Linked DNA regions of Macaca mulatta: region 2 is linked to region 1. Evidence: chromatin contacts called from public Hi-C data. All regions are on one chromosome and are shown on one strand. Each heading gives the region's core, a stretch centred on a gene start, on an enhancer-like site or on the middle of the called end of the contact. The rest is flanking DNA. Distances are from core to core; before and after follow the strand shown.

What was found. Hi-C and Micro-C count contacts between places; a contact is called where the count stands out from the background.
Region 2: a contact with region 1 is called in a Hi-C map of blood, with 2.6 times the contacts expected there. The contact joins two enhancer-like sites. A contact is called at or near these places in 3 of 14 Hi-C or Micro-C datasets (blood, cortical neurons and liver).

Annotation. Positions count from the first base shown.
Region 1 is chr11:53,524,531-53,528,667 of T2T-MMU8v2.0, reverse strand. All of the region lies in intron 1 of LOC107000841 (a long non-coding RNA gene), which reads left to right. Among named protein-coding and RNA genes, the nearest start is that of SLC38A2, 84 kb to the right of the region's middle. Within about 2 kb of position 1,682, at least 7 of the 40 cell types and tissues checked have an H3K27ac peak or open chromatin away from gene starts, as enhancers often do. A contact at or near this core is called in blood, where this site is marked.
Region 2 is chr11:53,727,364-53,731,072 of T2T-MMU8v2.0, reverse strand. No RefSeq gene overlaps it. Among named protein-coding and RNA genes, the nearest start is that of SLC38A4, 160 kb to the left of the region's middle. Within about 2 kb of position 2,447, at least 8 of the 40 cell types and tissues checked have an H3K27ac peak or open chromatin away from gene starts, as enhancers often do. A contact at or near this core is called in blood, where this site is marked.

The DNA.
Region 1 (4,137 bases), core at 433-2,932:
ACTCACAAAACAAACTTCAGAAGACAGAGTCCACAACATTTATACAAAACAGAACCTATTCTCCAAAAGAGAAATGGCTACCACTTATTGAGTGCCCCCCGCCAAGGTACCTAGCACTTCATTTAAGTCATCTCATTGCCTTCTCATAGCAACCAATGCAAGGGGCATAGTATCGCTTCATCTTACAGAAGAGGAAACTGAGGCTAAAAGAAATTGTGTGACCTATTTTAGCTGAAGCTGAGGTTCTTTCCCTATTTATGTAGTCTCCTTAAAACACAATGCTTTGTACTTACTCCTAAAAAGAGACACCAATGTCAGGTAACTTCATAACTTCTTTTTGATATAGAAAGTAAGGGGAAGTGTTTCTGTTCAGGCAGTTACCAGATTCACTTCCCAAATTCTGCAACAGGAAGCTGGTGCAAACACACCAAAATATCATGCTCGCAGCAGCCTGACTGCTTAGAGACCTCCAGCTCCGGATTACACCATCCAAGGCTGACAGAAGCACTGCTGAAGGCACTTGCAAGGTATAAGGGTGCCACATTGGAGCGCTCCATCCCCGAGGCGAGGGTGATCCCAGGGACAAAGTGTTTGAAGAGCTCAGAAAATCATAAGGGGGAGGAAGAGGAAGAAGAGGGGAGGGGAGGGACTGGGATGGGATCCTTCCACCAAAATCTTCCTTCAACAACAAGGGTTGCCTAACCCATCCTGATCAGCTCAACCTCCACTTTTGGCTGCAAAGTGTCCTGGAATGGAAAAGAGAACTTAAAACCAAGGATTTGTATCCAGGATTTTAGAAGAGGAAGAGAAGTACATTTTAGCCCTGAAGTGTGAGATATATTGCTTCTAAGAATAAAAAAAGATAAAAATTATAACTTTTTAAAACATATACTACAGTTTTATAATAACAGCTTCTTTCCTCCCTCCTCCATCCCCCTTCCGCATAGAAAACACACTAATTGTACTAATTAAATCCACAGTAATAGAAAGTCAACTTACTATTAGTTTTTATTTATTTTTTTAAGACACAGTCTTGTTCTGTCACCCCAGCTGAAGTACTGTAGTGTGATCCCAGCTCACTGTAACTTCCACTTGCCAGGTTCAAGCGATTCTCCTGCCTCAGCCTCCCAAGTAGCCAGAACCACAGGTGCATGCCACCATGTCCAGTTCATTTTTGTATTTTTAATAGAGATGGAGTTTTGCCAGGCTGGTCTCGATCTCGTGGCCTTATGTGATCTGCCCACCTCAGCCTCCCAACGTGTTGAGATTACAGGCATGAGCCACTGCACTCTCTGTAGGGGACAGAAAAGGAGCAAGTCATTAGACTTTCCAAATAGTAGAAAAAAGAAAAGAACATGGCAAAAGAGCATTTGGTTATCAGCAGCAGCAATGACTCAGATACAAGCATAACAAAGGAAGGGATGTGTGGTTGAGTCAAGAAAGTAGTGACTTGTGTGAAAACCAAAGAGGAGTGAATACGGTTCCTTCTGGCCAATGAATGCAGACAGTCAGCGTGCTTGGAGCCTCATGGCATCCTGCTTTCCCCTGGGGCTTCTAGGGTGATTAGGTAAATATAAACGTCTTCAAATAACACAAGATGTAAAAAATAGAAAGCACAGCAAACTGGAATAGTCATCAGATGATATATTTAGGAGAGCTTATTTTGCAAGCTAGAATTACAGAGCAGAGAGATGTGGTCAATTAAGAGTATTTAAGGATGAGTTTCTATGATGGGATTGGGTGGCAAGATGGAGTTGTAATCCAGGACAAAGAATCAGAAGAGACCACCATTCTCCAAAGACCAGGTGCTGATTTTAATAAACTGGCTCATGTGCTATCACCCCAACAGCTAGTTTCTATATCAAAACTAGTTCAAGATTTCAACAAGAGGAAGTGGTTTACAAAAGAATTACCAAGAACCCAGAAGTGTTTAGTGGGAAAAAAAAATGCTAGTGAGGTAAAAGTTGATTTGTGTACTATTTAGGCTATCCATCTTTTAAAAGGCGGGTGTCCTACCAGCAGGTAGGACCATTTAAAAAGACACTGCTGCAAAATTCCTACGCTCCCGGAGTTCTTCATGGCCTGCGACACACTGTCAAGTCCGTATCTCCTAGACTACAGCCTCATAGTTACCTACTTAGATCATGCAGGAATTATGCTCATTTTACAGATGGGAAACTGAGGCACAGAGAAGTAAAACAATTTTTGAAGGGTCACACAGCTAGTAGGTGACCGAGTTAAGTCCACCCTAGAGACTGCATTTTAAATGAGTCACTTGGTGCAATCACAAAAACAATTATTCTATGATCTGGGTTTTTTTCCCTACTGATTATTGAGTTATAAACACTTTGCACGACTTTCTTATTTTAATCCTCACAAAAACACTTTGACATTTGTAATATTGTCCTTTTGGCACCAGCATTTATTAGGCTCTGTAACTTTAACAGCATCACTTAAAGTGAGGTATCTGCTTCAGTTTCCTCCTCTCTTATTTTAATCTTCAGTTATTTTAAGGATTCAACTCATTTATTCATGAAAAGCACTTGGAATAGCACCTGGTACATGGCAGGGTTCTGTTGGTGTAAGCCGTTATCATTACTGCTGACCTGGTCAAAAACCTGAATTGCAGACATTCCCTTATTACCATACTAAGTCACATCAATTTCTTTCTAGTGTTTACAATGTGCTTCAAAACAAATTAATTTGCCAAATATAAAAGAAATATGCCTAAATGAAATGTATGCCTTTATACTAATGAAATGTAATTGTACCTAGAATGGTGACTGGCACAAATTATTAGGTCATTGAATATTTCACAAGTGTATTAACAAATGAATGGGCAGCCAAATAAAGGAATAAATGATCAAAAGTTCAAACAAGAAAGTGAATAACTAGTGCCTGGGCGTGGTGGCTCACAACTGTAATCCTAGCACTTTGGGAGGCCGAGGCAGGTGGACTGCCTAAGCTCAGGAGTTCAAGACCAGCCTGGGCAACATGGTGAAACCCCATCTCTACTAAAATACAAAAAATTAGCTGGGCATGGCATCATGTGCCTGCAATCCCAGCTACTCGGGGGGTTGAGGCAGGAGAATTGCTTCAACCAGAGAGGCAGATGTTGCAGTGAGCAGAGATAGCGCCACTGCACTCCAGCCTGGGCAACAGAGTGAGACTCCGTCTCCAAAAAAAAAAAAAGAATATGTAGCAAACAAAATTATGAAAGTTAAATTAATCTGCAGAACCTGGGAATAAATAAATCAAAAAGGAATAAAATGGAAAGCAACATTTTTTTTTATTTTCTAAGAATTGTTTTTCAATATTTCACTTAATTCACTGTAAACCATGTATCTATTAAATGCAATTAACATTTTCAAATGTAAGCAGTATGAAGTCACACAAAAAGCTAATAAAATCAACATCCAATTATAAGAGAACCTCACTGAAATCTTACTCAAAATTGAGGAAGGAAGTCTATAGTCACGTTTTTATTTCATCCTTAATTTCCCACGCTTTTCAAAGAGCCGTATTATAACTCTTTCTCAAATATTTGCGAGGAAGTATTTTGATTGTGAAAATAGATGCTCTGAGAATACCTAAGCTAAATAAATATTTACATTCTGCCTTTTTAGTTGAACAATTGTCTTTGTTCTTCAGCATTCAGGTCAAAATACTTAAATGTTTTAAAACATCAATAACAAAAGGATATGATTTTTCACCAGATAGTCTAAACTTACAGGTTTTAGCAAAACCTTCACAAGAAGGAATTGAGTAATTTAGAAATGTTAATGTACACACACCGTAAAAATAAAAAAGGGGGGATGTTGGCCACTTATTTTTTTTAACTCAAAAAAAAATCTCTCTTCCTCTTCCTTGTGTTTATGTAGTTAAGCCTTGGTGAGCATTTACATCCACTTACATCATTATAATGATAACCTCAATTTGCTGACTTTATGTAGGATTTATATCAAAGGAGTCTTGGAGCTTAGTATGCCTTAGTTCATTTTCAGAGCATCCTTGTATATCACCATGTGACTAGTATCTTATCTGTATCATACAAAATTAAAACCAGATGTACTAGGAGACAAAGCTGCTTTTTCAAAGGAGATAAAGTCACGTAATTATCAACTTAATGAAACTTGG
Region 2 (3,709 bases), core at 1,198-3,697, 200 kb before region 1:
TAGATAACTTTCAATATTCACCTTCCAAAAATATTCAGTGGTATACCCACCTCAATTTTAGAGTTTACAGAACTGGGGATCAGAAAGAATGAGAAACACAGTGAAAAATATTTCCCCGGTTCTGTATCACCGTGTCTCTGGGGCCTAGAGTATGGTTAGTACTCCATAGATATTTACTGAGTGAATGGTGGAGTGGTGGAGCTAGGATGTAAACCTGGGTGCGCCCACATAAGGCCCGTTCTTTGTTCATTCTACCCTGTGCCCTCCCAACCCTCACAAAGTCAGAAAGTTCAGAGGCAGCAAAGGTGAGGCAGGAGAGATTCAGTGATCTTGAGCCTCCTCTCCTAATTGCCACTATGCTGCATTTGTATCTAGAAAATGTCTGTCATCTTGGACCATGAAACATGAGAATACAGTTAAAAATCAACAAATAGAACAACAACAACATTAGGACTAAGGGTCAAACATCCTAGTTTCAAATCCTGGCTCTGACTCTTACAACATACCAATCTTTGGCTGTGCCACGTTAGGCTCCTTGAACCTCCGTTTTCTTATGTCTGTAGGTAAGAACCTCTGTTTCTTATTTTAGATGTTGCTAATTTGCTACTCAGAGGGTTGATGAGAAGACATACTACCTGGTACTTAGTAGGTCCTAAGAATTTATGTTCATTATAAAACACTAATGAACGAGACCATGATTATACAGGTCTACCAGTCTATTTCCTGTGACCAGCCTGTTCATTAATGAGGCCAGTTACCACTAGGGGACACTGAACTAGCAAGAAACTTAGAAAGAATCAGACTGAAGAAGATCCATACACCAGTCAGTATTGGAGCTCCTGGCTTCTCCCTCCTGGACGGATTGTTGAACTGCATTTGTTCTCATCACAGTCTCACTGTTGTAGAGGGAACATTTGAGAGAGGGGCACTCTCTCAGGATGACCAAGCAGTCCAAGGCTATAAGGAAAGAATTCTATTTCAATGCTGTGGTTAGGTAGCAACATCAGTATTTACATATGTGTTTCATTGTTATAACAACCACAGAAAGATAAGAATCTCTCTGCTGAATTTTCTATCAATGGCAGTTTCTAGACTTAATCAAATGGTCAGAGACCTCCCTTGGTGTTTTTCCTACTTTCCTAGGACTGAAACTTCTGGCAGCCCATTGTATACGTTTAGCAGGAAAATCCAAGTGAGTTGTATTTGCCTTGCTCATGTGAAAGATATGTCTGTACATTTGTCATGTTCTAAATAATGACTTGCACATATCATTGTTTAAAAAAAAATCCTGTCCCTTGTTCCTTTCTTAATCCTGTACAAAGGAAGATTAAACTTCTTGGAAACGCTCCGGCCGGCATTACCAGAAAAGGAAGTCAGAAATGAGAACTTGAGGCCACCCCTTGCATATTTCTTTAACACAAGACAGAAACATTCACCCTCCCTCTACACTGAATATTATTTCAGAGTTTTCAGCTTGAGATTTCGAAATCTTTAACGGCAAAGATAGGACTCTATGATGTAACACTTCATTCAATAAAGGTCCCGTTTCCAAACGCTCCTCCTGATCAGCACAACCGTATCATTTATTATGCAGTCAGAGCCATTTTTGAGAGTGAAAGGAGATGTTCATAATGATGATGACAGAGGGGCATAAACTGATGAGTTTGTGATTACTTCATGCTTAATTGTGTTTAGAAACTCTTGAGACATATACTATCTTAACATTTTACCTTTAAAAAATTCATCTTAGAAAATACCTTTACATGAGAAGTATTTGTGCTTATTCTGTACAGACAAGGCTGTCTTGATTCTCAGGGCAAGTTGGTATCTGCCTCCTTGCTTGCCGATGGGTGGAGTATTCTCTCTCTTGCCCTCTCTCTCTCATTTCTAAGCCTTGGTGAGCCCTTTCTTTAAGTAGTCTCTTTGGCAGCAAATATTTCTTCTAAAGACTTCCTTCCAAGACCCATTCCCCTCCCAGGCAAACTCTGTGGAATTACTCTTATCTTCTCTCTGTGACTGTTTTGTCTTCTCTGACTATTTAAAAATGTGTCTATGTTATAATTCCAAAAATTTTTCTACTAGTTTTCTATTCTAAACAATAGTTATAATCTATTTTTGCAAGAAGGAAAATTACATATCAGTTGTTCAATTAATGTCTTCTAAAAGGAAAAATGTTGCTTCTGTGTGTTTAATATGAATGCAGAAACAGAGAGACAGAGCCTGTCAGCAGAGGAGGTGGATCCTGCCACGGAGACAGGCAGATACCCCGGGTTATAGATCAAGGTAAAGTTATACACGTGCTCACCAACTGGGTGATTTCCTGTGAACAGCGGAGTCAGTACATTTACTGGAAAATCTCATTGAAAGGAAATGAGCATTATAAGCCCACTTGAATATTGCACGTTAAAATTCAGACTAAATAAGGAAGTAGAAAGGAAGTCACAGGGCAAAGAGTATGAAAAAGACAAAATACAGGGACCACATTTGTTGTTCTCTCTGCTTCCTGGGCACAGAATAAACAAATATTAGAATACTTGTTATTTAAAAATTATCTTCATTCTTCAGACTCCTTCCTGATCACTTTAGGTGGGAAATGACATATATGTGTAACACAAAAGTAAAATCTAAAAATAAAAGCCTCCTGGTATTTTTTTTTAAAGTGTGTTCAGGTTTTCTAAGCTAAGTCTTCTCTTTTTTGTACAAGAGACACTTCTAGTTTTGTTCTTACTAGCCCGTTTGTTCAAAATAGAAGGTTCTAACGACAACAGTTTTTTAAAAGTCTCCCAGGGTTGTAAGCTCAGAGATACACAGAGCTCCAATTAGGTAGTAGCGCTTGTGAGCAACTTGCAAACCGCATTCCAGTGTCCGGCAGTCTGCAAGGCATTTGGAAAACCAGTTCTGTATTTCCCTTAATAGCCAGCTCCAATCATCCACAAATAAGTTTACTATACGCTTTCATACATTGTTCTAAATAATGACTCGCACATATCATTGTCTAAAAAAATCCTGAGCACACCCATTGGTAAAAGCACCACTCCAACTTCTCCACACACTTAGTCACTTTCTGTCCCTCTTCTCTCACCTTTGGCCCACTCTGAGGCACAAAATGTTCAGTGAGCAGGACCCATTATTGTTTCTCTAGGGACCCTGAACACTGGCCTTCTGTTTATAAGTTCATTTTCCAAACATTTTCTCAGAACACTCAACCGATAGTTAAACCCTATTAGTTAATTTAGTCTCCAGGAATATGCTGTACACGGCCCCTTATTTTCTGGTAAAAACTAAATTAAACAAAAAATAAAAGACTTGCAAATATCTTTCTCATAAATAAAAAGGTGTTAGCTACAAGAGTCCCTTATCCAAAGGCATAGAGGTAGTTAAGAAAAAAAAAAAAAAAAAAAAAAAACTTTTTGAGCACTAAAGTACAATTTTGCATCCAAGTGGGATGGAAATTTTGATGCCAGCGCACATGGGCATTATAATTATAAATTAGGTGATTTCTCCTGGGTCCTGCCAGGCACAAAGAACATTTGGCTATGTGTGTGTCAATTTAACTGAAGTCATTACTCAGGAAACTGGCTTATGCTCCTCACTTAACATGTTCTTTTTAAAGCACTGGGATTGGCTCACTAAAAGAGCCTTTTGTAAAGTAATAAAACTTTTGCTTGTGTGAATTTTACCCTACTAATTGCTAAATTCCTTTTTAGTG